2 separate regions of the Mus musculus genome follow, and region 1 is linked to region 2. The links are chromatin contacts, called in public Hi-C maps. All regions are on one chromosome and are shown on one strand. The core of a region is the stretch at or near the end of the contact, and the rest is flanking DNA. Distances in the headings are between cores, read along the strand shown. Region 1 has its middle 25 kb from the start of Mir466j. Region 2 overlaps Unc5b (unc-5 netrin receptor B).

Region 1 (5,489 bases), core at 783-3,282, 220 kb after region 2:
CATAGGAACACACAAAGAGGGGTGTGTGAGTCCCCCAAACAGTGTCATAAATTAAACCACAGTAAGATTGCACCAGAATGGCCCCATGAGAAAAGCTGGCAGTACCACATGCTGACCAAGAAGATATGGGTTCCCAGGTGTCTCACACTCTGCTGCTGTGTCACAGTCTGCCCTACTTCTGCCAGAGCCATGTTTTCCCTCCATGATAGACTCTGTCCTCTGAAACCATGAGCTGGAACCCCCTGCCCCCAAATTGCTTCTGCCAGATATTTTGTTATACTTCTGAGAAAAGCATATACCCATGATGCTCCCCGTGACCACGGTCAAGGGCCAGGCTGCTGCCCGTGGCTCGCCTAGATGCCCTGCAGCTGAAAGTCAGCTCAGGGTCACCAAAACCCCACAGCATTTCGGGCATTGGAAAATGTGTCCTCTGGGCTGGGATTATTGTGTAAATTAAAAGGCCCTCTTTCCTAGAAGACACAGACCCTTGTCACACAGGATTAGATTCCAGCTCTCCTGTGCCCCATAGTCTGGACCTTTGTGCCCAACTGCACCCAGGGATCACTGGGCCCTTTTCTTTTTATTATGTGTATGCATGTGGTGGGGGTATGCACATGAGCGCAGGTGCTGCAGAGGCCAGGAGAGGTCATCGGATGTAGCTGGAGATGCAGGCAGTTGTGAGCTTCCTGAACCCAGATCCTCTGTAAGAACAGTACGTGTTCTTAACTACTGAGCTATCTCCCAGCCCCCCTAACCTCGCTGTCTTTGAGCAAGTCCCTTGCTTCTCTGTGTGCTTCAGTTTCTCCCTTGTAGAGTAGGAATCAATAGTTGTAAAGACTCAGTGATATAACAGAAAGAAACTTGCCTTGAGAACTATGATAGGCTTGGGGTACATGCCGTTCCCCTCCTAGCCTGGCAGACAGATAGAAGGTGGATGAATGGTTGGGGCATATGAAGGTTCCTCATCCACTGGATTTGGAAGCTCCTGGGAGGCTGGTGAGGAACACCTCTGAGTGTGTCCGTGAGGGGGTTTCCAGAGAGAATTAACTGAGGGAGGAGACGTACCATGAACGTGGCTTGTACCGTCTCAAAGCCTGGCATCCTGACCTGAATAAAAGCTGAGTATAGTCATCTTTTCCTTCTGCTTCCGAGCCATGGGAGGTGGACTGCTTGGCTCTACCATACAGTTTCCCCCCCGTCATGGAACAAAATTTCCAAAACTGTTAACCAAGATAAATTTTTCTTTCCTTGTTCCTATCAGGTAGAACTAACTAATACAGGGAGTGAGTGTCTAATAGGTAGAAATGGAGAATAGGTGATTGGATGGATGGTCAGATAGGTAGGAAATTAGATGGATGCATGGATGGATGAATGGTTCACGGATGCATGGATGGATAGATGCATGGATGCATGGATGGAAGCAAGGATGAATGGATGGATGCATGCATGGGTGGATGAATGGATGCATGGATGGATAGATGCATGGATGCATGGATGGAAGCAAGGATGAATTGATGGATGCATGGATGGATGCATGCATGGGTGGATGAATGGATGCATGGATGGATAGATTGATGGATGGGTGGATAGATGGGTGGATGGACAATAAGATGATCTCTCAACTCCAGCTCTTAGTTCTTTGTTCTCCCTGGAGCAATGAGAGGCAAGAGACTTGGAAGCTACAGTCAGTGTCTTCTGATCTCTCTTTTGTCCCCCAGGTATCCCCAACTCAGTCAGTCTCAAGATCCTGACCATTTGAGTTCGAATGTCTCTGAAAAACTTCTCCAGTATGTTTGGAAAGGGCCATGGCAGGAAGGTGAAGGGAGTTCACATCTTAGGCCAGTCCCTCCCCCAGCCCATGAGGTCCTGCTCTCCATGGGATGGAGGAGCAGAGCCCCCTCCTGGGCCCTGATCTGTAACGAGATAACTGATTGTTCTTTCCTCTTATTCTCCTTCTCCATAAAGGGCTAGACAGAGACGAGGCAATTAAAAGGCGTTCCCAGCCGCCCAGAGAGATTCAATGAATATTAACCGGCTTCCAGCTGCCGTCTGGCAAAGGCCTTGGAGCAGACAGCTCCAGAAAGGTTTCTGGGCCCTTGGGATGACTCAATTTTCAAGAGAACAATAGGGGAGTTTGCTCTGCCTGGTGACCATTGAGCGTCTCCTGCAGGAAGAAATGAGGTCCTGCAGCTGCCCGGATGTAAAGCTTGAAGAGACTGGGCTGGGATGCAGAACAGGGACTCTGAAGTCACACACGTGGTATCTGTCACGTATGCAAGCATCTGAACAGACAAGGTAGTTGGCTAGGTGTAGAGGGATTTGTGGGAACCAGGGGAAGGCTGGAACCAATATGGGCAGGGTCACCAGACTTTGTGGGCTTTTTTCAGAGAACAGGAGTGACGGTGAAGAAGAGAGGTGTATGTGTCTCATGCACACACCTTACTTAACCTGTCGTGTCCTGCTGGTCCTCTGGTCCAGAGTAGACAATGGAGATGCACAGGGAGTTGGTTGGCACCTGACTTCAGCCACATCCTGCATCTGGTTCTTAGCATGGTAGTTCAGAAAAGAGCAGAGGCTAGCCCAAAGCCCCGCAGCTACGGAGTACATGAGTGTCAGCTCTCTGTCTCGCTTCTACCTGTATAACAATCATCTTTGGAGCACAGCATATATAGCCCCCACTCCAAAGAGCCTCTTAACCCAAATCTAGATGACACTCCCTTCACAGATACTGGCAGGCCACATTCTATGGACTCGGGAGGAATTCTGTCATTTCTCATTTAGTTCTTTTGGAATCCTCAGTGACTCACATGGTGCCCATGTATCATGAATGGGATGGGGATGTTCAGACAACAAAATAAGTCTACACAAACCTATTCCAGCCTTTTGCTCTTGAAGCTGGGGGTGGGAGTCAAAAGTGTCAACAGACACGCTGTGGATATTCATTCTACAATAGACGAGACAAGCCCTAACCAGAGCTATGGCCTGCCCATCCCACTAGGTTGCTGGTATTCACGGATGGACATGCAATGAGGCCTGGCAAGGGAGCCACCCCCCCCCCCCAGCTGTGAGTTGGCCAGGCAATGCGAACAATCTCCTAGGTAAAGGGGCTCTTCAGTGAGTAACAGGCTGAGGCTTCAGCTCTGTACCTTTTCTCTGTCCTGGTTCAGAACTATCTAGGAAACTCTGGCCTCAACACTCAGCCCAGCCCCGGCCTGGACCTAATCTGCCAGATCTTTCCAGAAGCCTCTGTCTTGGAGGTAGGCAGACTTGGGTACCAAACCTTGTTCAGAGTAGCCCTGAACAAGTTATTAAAGCTCTTGAGGCTCTGTGTAAAGAACTGGAACTCAGGGATGTCACCCGCCTGGGAGCTCAGGTATGAACAGTATATTCAGTAAGTACATTAGCTAAGGTTCTATAGAGAAACAGAACTGATAACATGAATATCTATCTACATAGCTGTCTGTCTATTGGTCACACACACATACGAAAAGGGCATTTATCAACTGGCTTAGAGGCTGAGGAATGGCTAGTTCAACAATAGCTGTCACCCAACCCAAAGACCAAGATCTGGTGCTGTTCAGTCCGCAAGGCTGGATGTATCCGTTGGAATCCTGAAGACGTGGGTTATAATACCAGTGAAGGAATGCCTCAGCAATGGGATAGATGAACTTGTCAGCAAGGATGAGAGCAAGCAAGCAAAAACATCCTTCTTCTGTTTCAAGGTAATCCCGCCAGAGGCCACCACGTGGACAGTCTTAAAGCCAAGAAGAAAATCAATATTGCCAGCCTGCAGTCGCACAGGGAACTTAGTCAAATCACACAGGCCCGAGCTTTACAGATCTTTGTCTTTTGTGCACAAAAACCACATCCTGGTTGTCACACTTCAGTCTGCAAGAAGCAAAACTACAGAAGTCAAAAAGCAAGGTTAATCCATCTAGGAACTTGTCTGGATCCCAGAACTATGGGCTAGAACTTTGTTCCTGTTTTGGCAGGTGTTGTGACCTGCATGCTGGGTTTTAAGGTCAGAATGGTGCCTCTAACGAACGTGGTGTCAGTCATGCTAAGGTCTGGGGACCTGTTAGACTTCCATGTCCTTTTATGTAGGCTGCTACCAGAAAATATGGCCCAGATTTAGGGTGGGTCATCCCATCTCAAATGACACAATCAATGAATGTATGCCCAGCTGTTTGGGTTTTAGCTGATTCCAGCTGTAAAGTTGACAACCAAAATTAGCCATCATGGTAGGCATCAAGTAGGGCCAAGATTGAGATGGCAAATGGGTGTACCACTGCCAGAGTGATGCTCCACAGCAAGCTCACCCCTGCCCCAGGGTGTGGCTGATGAAGCTCCGCCCACCCCATTGGGGTACTCAAGGTGCACAGGCAGTTGTTAGAAAGAAGTCTTATCCTTCCTGCCTGCTCATGAGCTGAGGCTCCTCCCTGAACACTGTCAGCACTATTTTTATGAATCCATTGATCAGCAAGTCTTTGCTGAGCATCTGTCTGGTTCACTACCAGGCGCCCCCTCGATGCCCCAGGGGACTTAGCCAGATGCCTCCCAGATTGCAATCAAGCTGCAGTGTAAGGGCTCTCCTTCGGTGTCTCATATGCTTAGAGCAAGAAGGTCACATACCTCTAATGTGGTGTCAGTCATGCTAAAGTCTGGGGGCCTGCTAGACTTCCGTGTCCTTTTATGTAGGCTGCCACCAGAAAATATGGCCCAGATCTAGGGTGGGTCTTCCCATCTCAAATGATGCAATCAAGGAACATATGCCCAGCTGTTGGGGTTTTAGTTCATTCCAGATGTAAAGTTGACAATCAAAATTAGCCATCACAGTAGGTGTTAATAAACCATGCTAAGATGGAGGTTCTCTGCATTTAGGATGGGCATCCCTGCTGCCTCTCTTCTTGGTAGTGGCATCAAGAAGAGAGGAATGGTACAGCCCATCTCCACCTTGGCATGGTTTATTGATGCCTACCGTGATGGCTAATTTTGCTTGTCTACTTGATTACACCTGGAATCAACTAATACCCAAACAGCTGGGGACAAACACCACAAGAGGAAAGGAAGGACAAGGACCCAAGAGAGAAAGGCTCCCTATGGCATAAAGGGCAGAAGAAGCCCCCTTGGAGCCTGAAGGGGCAGAAGAAGACCAGATGCACAGACCGCATCCACTATGGAAGTAGGAGGTGTCATGGGCTGAGTTGGTACCCAGGGATGTGTCAGATGACCCTTGGCTATGGCAGCTCCTTTCTCCTGGCCATGTCTTGAGTCCTGTCTTTCTCCCTCACAGGTTCTAGAAACAGGACAGCCAGTGGGCAAATACCTTCCAAATTCTGTCTCTTCCCAATGTCTGCCTCGAAGCCAGAATTAGATTGTCACCTCATCTCTGCTGTCTGTTATCATCTGCCTTGGTCATGTGATTTACAAGTGTTCATCTTCATGTAAAAACAACAACCAAAACAAAAAAAAAACAAGCAAACAAAAAC
Region 2 (5,041 bases), core at 1,058-3,557:
GCTTTGATGTAAGTGGGGAACAGTCGAGAGCTCTCTAGACAGGTGACCTGCCTAGGGCAGAGTAGGCTTGAGACCTGTGAGGAGTGCTTTCTACTACACCGGTCAGCTTAGTTTGGATTTAGTGGTTGGGAGCCACAGGTCAGCCCTTACCTTGACCAGGTTCAAAGCCAGCCTTGCCTGGTGGCCATATATAATATACGGATACTCTCTCACTAAGGCTTTATTTTTAAAGATAAGGTCTCACGTAGCCCAGGCTGTCTCAAATTTACAATGTAGCTGAGGACAATCTTAGATTTCTGATATGATCCTCCTGCCTCTATATCCCAAGTGCAGGGGTTACAGGTGTATAGCACCACACCTGATTTTATTGGTGGTGGAGACAAAGGCACCGTACACGCTACTCTGCCAAGTGAGCTACAGCCCCAGCCCTTGAGACTCTCATCTTTCACATGGGGACCATTATAACCCTATCCCCATAGGCATGATACCTCGTATGGTAATATATGTCATGTGAACAGTACTCAGTAGGCGACTTTTTGCCCACTCTAGGTGGCCAGGTCCATGCTATGACTCAGGAGGTGAAGGAGAGGGGTCTGTATTGGAGATGCTGGGGAGTGGGGTGCTTATGTGCCTGAGTCCCAGCCCTCCCCCTAGTTCCTCTCCCTGGGGTATCATTGAGCCTCACCTCGGCCAACGTTGTGTGCAGCTGGAAAATCTGGCCTTCCCCTTCGACCTGCCGCACGCAGACCTTACAGGTGAACTCCGTGGAGGCCAGGCTATGCCTCTCCAGGGTGAAAGTGCAGTGCAGGGCTCTCTGGCTGCCATTCCAGACGTGGTAGAAGGGAATCTCCTGCAGGAAAGGTGGGCAGGGTTGCAGGGGGGGTGGGGCACTGGGAGAAGTGAGTGGGGCCCAGCCTTACAGAGGGCTGGGCTCCAGGGGGCAGCAGGAGTCTCTCTGTGAAACAGTAGGGAAAGCTGGGGCTAAATGGCACTGATGTCTCCCTTCTGGGAGAGAGTGGAGAAGCGGGTCTGTGTGCGAGGGGGAAGACAGAAGTCTGAATGTGCATAAATATAGAAGCTGGAGTATGTGGGGCCTGAATGGTGTCACACACTGCAAGACGAAGCAGAGGGACTTTAGAGCCAGCGATGAGCAGAATCAGTCTGCACGCTTGCAGTTGTTCCGATGGGTGTGGCCCCAGACCAGCAACTTGCAGTATAAAGGGCTGGAAGTGGGGTGTGGCAGGGATGGCTGTGTGTGGCTGTGTTGGGGGAGGTGCAAAAGGGGATGAAGGTGTGGCTGTTCATGGATTAGAATTTAAGCTTGGGCCTGAAGATTGCTGGGAACACGGAGAATGGTAAAGTGGGAACACAGGGCAGGGTTAGGAGACTTGGAAAGCAGGGCTTCACTACAAAGGATGGAGCAGTGGTCCCCCCCTCCCCCGCTGCCCCTCCCCAGACCCAGGGCTCACCTGGTACTTGGCCAGTAGTTTGCTCCTCCAGTGGGCATGGGGGATGTCATGGAGGGAGAGGCGTAGGTTGTGGTAACTGTCCTTAAAGAGCAAAGGCTTGGGCTCCTCCACCAAGTAGCCACCCAGAGTCCTCTCCAGCTCCAGGACCTCCTGTAGGTGGGGCAGACGGAAGGACTTGTTACCCTTGGCATATGGCTCTTTTATATTTTTTTTTTTTAAGATTTTTTATTTATTTTATGTGTGAGTACATTGTTGCTGTCTTCAGACATGACATCAGATCCCATTACAGATGGTTGTGAGCCACCATGTGGTTGCTGGGGATTGAACTCAGGGCCTCTGGAAGAGCAGTCAGTGCTCTTAACCGCTGAGCCATCTCTCCAGCCCCTCTTTTATATTTCAAGTTGCTGGTCTGGGGCCAGACCCGTCTGATCCAGCTAAGAAGGTGTTTCCGATGAATGGCTGGACAGATACACCAATGGATGAATGGGAAAGCTGTGGCTAGGTGGATAGCTAGACAGACAGACAGACTGACCAATAACATGGAAAGCTAAAAGACAGATTAATAGGGAAGTGGATGGATAGATGGATGGATGGGATTCATGAATGGATTTCTGGTGGCTGGATAAATGAATTGATGGGATGGCTAAGTAGATAGACAATAAACTGGATGGATGACACATGGGCGGACAGGGGGATAGGTAGATACACAGAGAACATATGTGTGGGTAACAAGAACTTGGAAGGAGAATTAGATAGATGGGTTAGATGTATAGAAGGATACTGACAGGGGTCTGCTGGAAGGATGGAGAACACAAAGATGATGGATGGATGGATGGATGGATGGATGGATGGATAGATGGATGTTGGATGGAGGATGGATGGATGGATGGATGGGTGGGTGGGTAGGTGGATGGATGGATGAATGGATAGATGGGTGGATAATGGATGAATGGGTAGATGGATCGATGGATGAATGATAGTATTGTGAATATGGTTTATTGCTTGTATTATGTTAACTGGGTTCCCAAAATTAAATGGGAATTCACACACCTACAGGTAGGATGCTGAGGGTCCCTGGTCCCAGTTGGCTTTGATTGATATAATGGCTGGGCAGTGAGACAGAAGCAGGACTTTAGGATTCCTGGCCAAGAGGCACAGGAGAGAGAGAAAAAGGCAGAACCCCATGCTGGGGAAGCAGAAGGATCAGGCGTGAGAAATAAGACAGAGAGACAGCCAGCATGTGAGAGTCGGGGATCAAAACCCAGGTGGGCGATAGGTCTGCACCTGGGAAGGCCAAGATGGGACACAGGTTTTAGAAAGTAGTAATTCAGGAATATCAGAGGGGTAAGTGGGTTAGCCGCTGGGAGGTCTGGAAGTGCCCAGCCATTGAGCTGTTTAAGGCATATTAGATATAAGGCTGTGTGTGTGTGTGTGTGTGTGCGCGCACGTGCCTTCCATTCAAGAATCCAGATCATTGGGGTGAGTTCCTCACTATCTGCCCGGGAGATTAGAGAGGATTAGCCAACTACTGTAACATGATGGATGGATGATGGATGGCTAGATCATTGGATGGATGTGTGGGTAAGCATAAACAGATAGATACACAAATGACAGGTATATGAATAGAAGGTCATTTGAAGGAAAGACATACGAGCGAAGAGAATGGCTGAGTGAACAACTGGCTGTTTACTGTGCAAGTGTATTACTTATTACCACAATGAGTGAAAAGGTAGAGGGCAGATGGACGGGTGAATAGACAGGGCTTGAACAATTAAAAGAACGCAACTGAGCCAGAATGTGGTGACTTCCCTGTTGATCTTCACACCACCCTCTGGCTCAGATGGACAGCAGCCAATACCAGTGCCACAAGATCCTTCTGGAAAAAATTCCCAGCCGTGACCACCCCCCTTTTGGAGGCCTCCTGGAATGTCAGGGTAATACAGCCCCACAGAGGACGCCCTTCTCCCACAGGGCCTTTTCATCTGGGTTGCATCAGTCCCCAGCACGCAGCCTGAGAAAGTCACATGAGACTCAAGAGACAGAGTGACTGGGAGAGACCACAACTCAGAGCTGGAAAGAGGCACTGGTTTGCCAGAGAGAGCCATGAGGCTTCTGAGAGGGCTGGAAGAAAGATGGAGAAGAGAGCCAAGTCTATATCCTCCCTTTCACGCTAGGATGAGACCGGGGACCTGGGAATGGGACAGAGTTGGGGAAGGAAGGGGCACGGGCTTTGAGGCATGTATGACAGACAGGTGGGACGCCCACTTGGGCTCCACATCAGCCAGTGTTAGCCCCCTTCCTCTCTGCCCATCCTTTCCCTCACTTCCGGTCTCCACTGCCTTTTCTTCTGTGTCTGCTAGAAGCTCAGGTTTTCCTAGCTCATCCCATCAGTTCCTGGTCTGTCCATCTCACTGACCACCCACAAGGCCCAGTCTCATCTCCTGGCCATTGCTACTGCCTGCTATGTGGGGCATACCCCCAGCTTCCCAACTTGCCTCTGCCTCTTGTTCACCAATGTTCCTGTTATACACACACACACACACACACACACACACACACACCCCATAGCTATAGGGAATTCTACAAAGTACCTGTGAACAGGTGTCTGCCATAGCTGGGCCCCTCACCACTGGTCGGCATCCTGATTGCTAGGCATGACCTGAGCTTGCTAACAAGCTACTATCTCTCCAGCCCCCCCCCCCACTCTTACAGGACTACTCGTACACACATCCTACTCTGCTCACGACGCTGAGCCGCACACCTGTCTCGGCAGAAGGTCGCTCTGTTGGTCTGAAATGCCCTTCCTCTTTTCTACCCAGAGTGACAACTTGTCACCCAGGGCTTAGGCCTGAAGTCCGCTCTCTCAGACTTCTCAAAGAGATTCCCCTGCTTGTCTCCCACCTCCTGCCCAGTCCTAGGAGCTGCGGCCTCCATGCCTGCCTGAGGGTCCATTGCTGTTCTGAGGCTGGTGCCAGAAAGAAGCCTGTAGGGACCACGCATCTGGGGAGGGTTCTAACAACCAATTGATTGGCTGTGCTGATGCCCCTGCCGTGCCCTGACAAGCCCCTACCTTCAGTGCTACAGGTGTGTCCTCCAGACAGTAGACCCTGAGGCTATACTCCAGGGAGGTGCAGAGGGCTGGGGCGAAGATGGCCAGCTGGAGCCGCTTGACTGCAGAGCGAGAGTAGGACTCGCCCATGAATACGTAGGTACCCAGCTGGTCCAGCAGGATGTGGCAGGACTTAGCCTCCAGCTGGCAGTAGCAGGGTGTGTTGAGGGTCTCCTCATCCAAGGTCACCACCTCCTATGGGGGACGAAGAGGACGTTGTCACCTGGGCTGGGATCATGCCGTTTTGAGAGTCACCACACCCGGCTTCTCACCTCCCAGTGGCCCTGATGGGCCTGGGTCTTGAGCTGAAAGATCCAGTCTCCAGCGATGACTTCAGCACAGTGGGGCACGGTGAGGACGACAGGGCGGCACAGGAGTAGGCCTGTGGGCCCACAGGTCACCGAGGGGCTCAATACTGTCTGGGAACCTTCTGAAAGTGGGCTGAGGGGGAGGGCAGAGGGAG

Evidence for each region. A called contact is a pair of places that touch in the nucleus more often than the background predicts.
Region 1: a Hi-C map of the N1E-115 cell line shows a contact between it and region 2, with 6 times the contacts expected there. The contact joins two enhancer-like sites. A contact is called at or near these places in 2 of 15 datasets of contacts at CTCF or cohesin (embryonic stem cells and stem cell-derived epiblast-like cells), 45 of 484 Hi-C or Micro-C datasets (the AML12 cell line, the C2C12 cell line, the HL-1 cell line and 22 more), 6 of 115 datasets of contacts at active chromatin or transcription factors (astrocytes, embryonic stem cells and epiblast stem cells) and 1 of 9 other capture datasets (embryonic stem cells).

What each region holds. Positions count from the first base shown.
Region 1 is chr10:60,983,264-60,988,752 of GRCm38.p6, forward strand. No RefSeq gene overlaps it. Among named protein-coding and RNA genes, the nearest start is that of Mir466j, 25 kb to the left of the region's middle. Within about 2 kb of position 2,033, at least 16 of the 459 cell types and tissues checked have an H3K27ac peak or open chromatin away from gene starts, as enhancers often do. A contact at or near this core is called in the N1E-115 cell line, where this site is marked.
Region 2 is chr10:60,767,639-60,772,679 of GRCm38.p6, forward strand. Unc5b (unc-5 netrin receptor B) reads right to left here. Exons shown (of 17, transcript NM_029770.3): 12 at 4,851-5,019; 13 at 4,540-4,773; 14 at 1,470-1,619; 15 at 686-850. Among named protein-coding and RNA genes, the nearest start is that of Slc29a3, 17 kb to the left of the region's middle. Within about 2 kb of position 2,308, at least 7 of the 459 cell types and tissues checked have an H3K27ac peak or open chromatin away from gene starts, as enhancers often do. A contact at or near this core is called in the N1E-115 cell line, where this site is marked.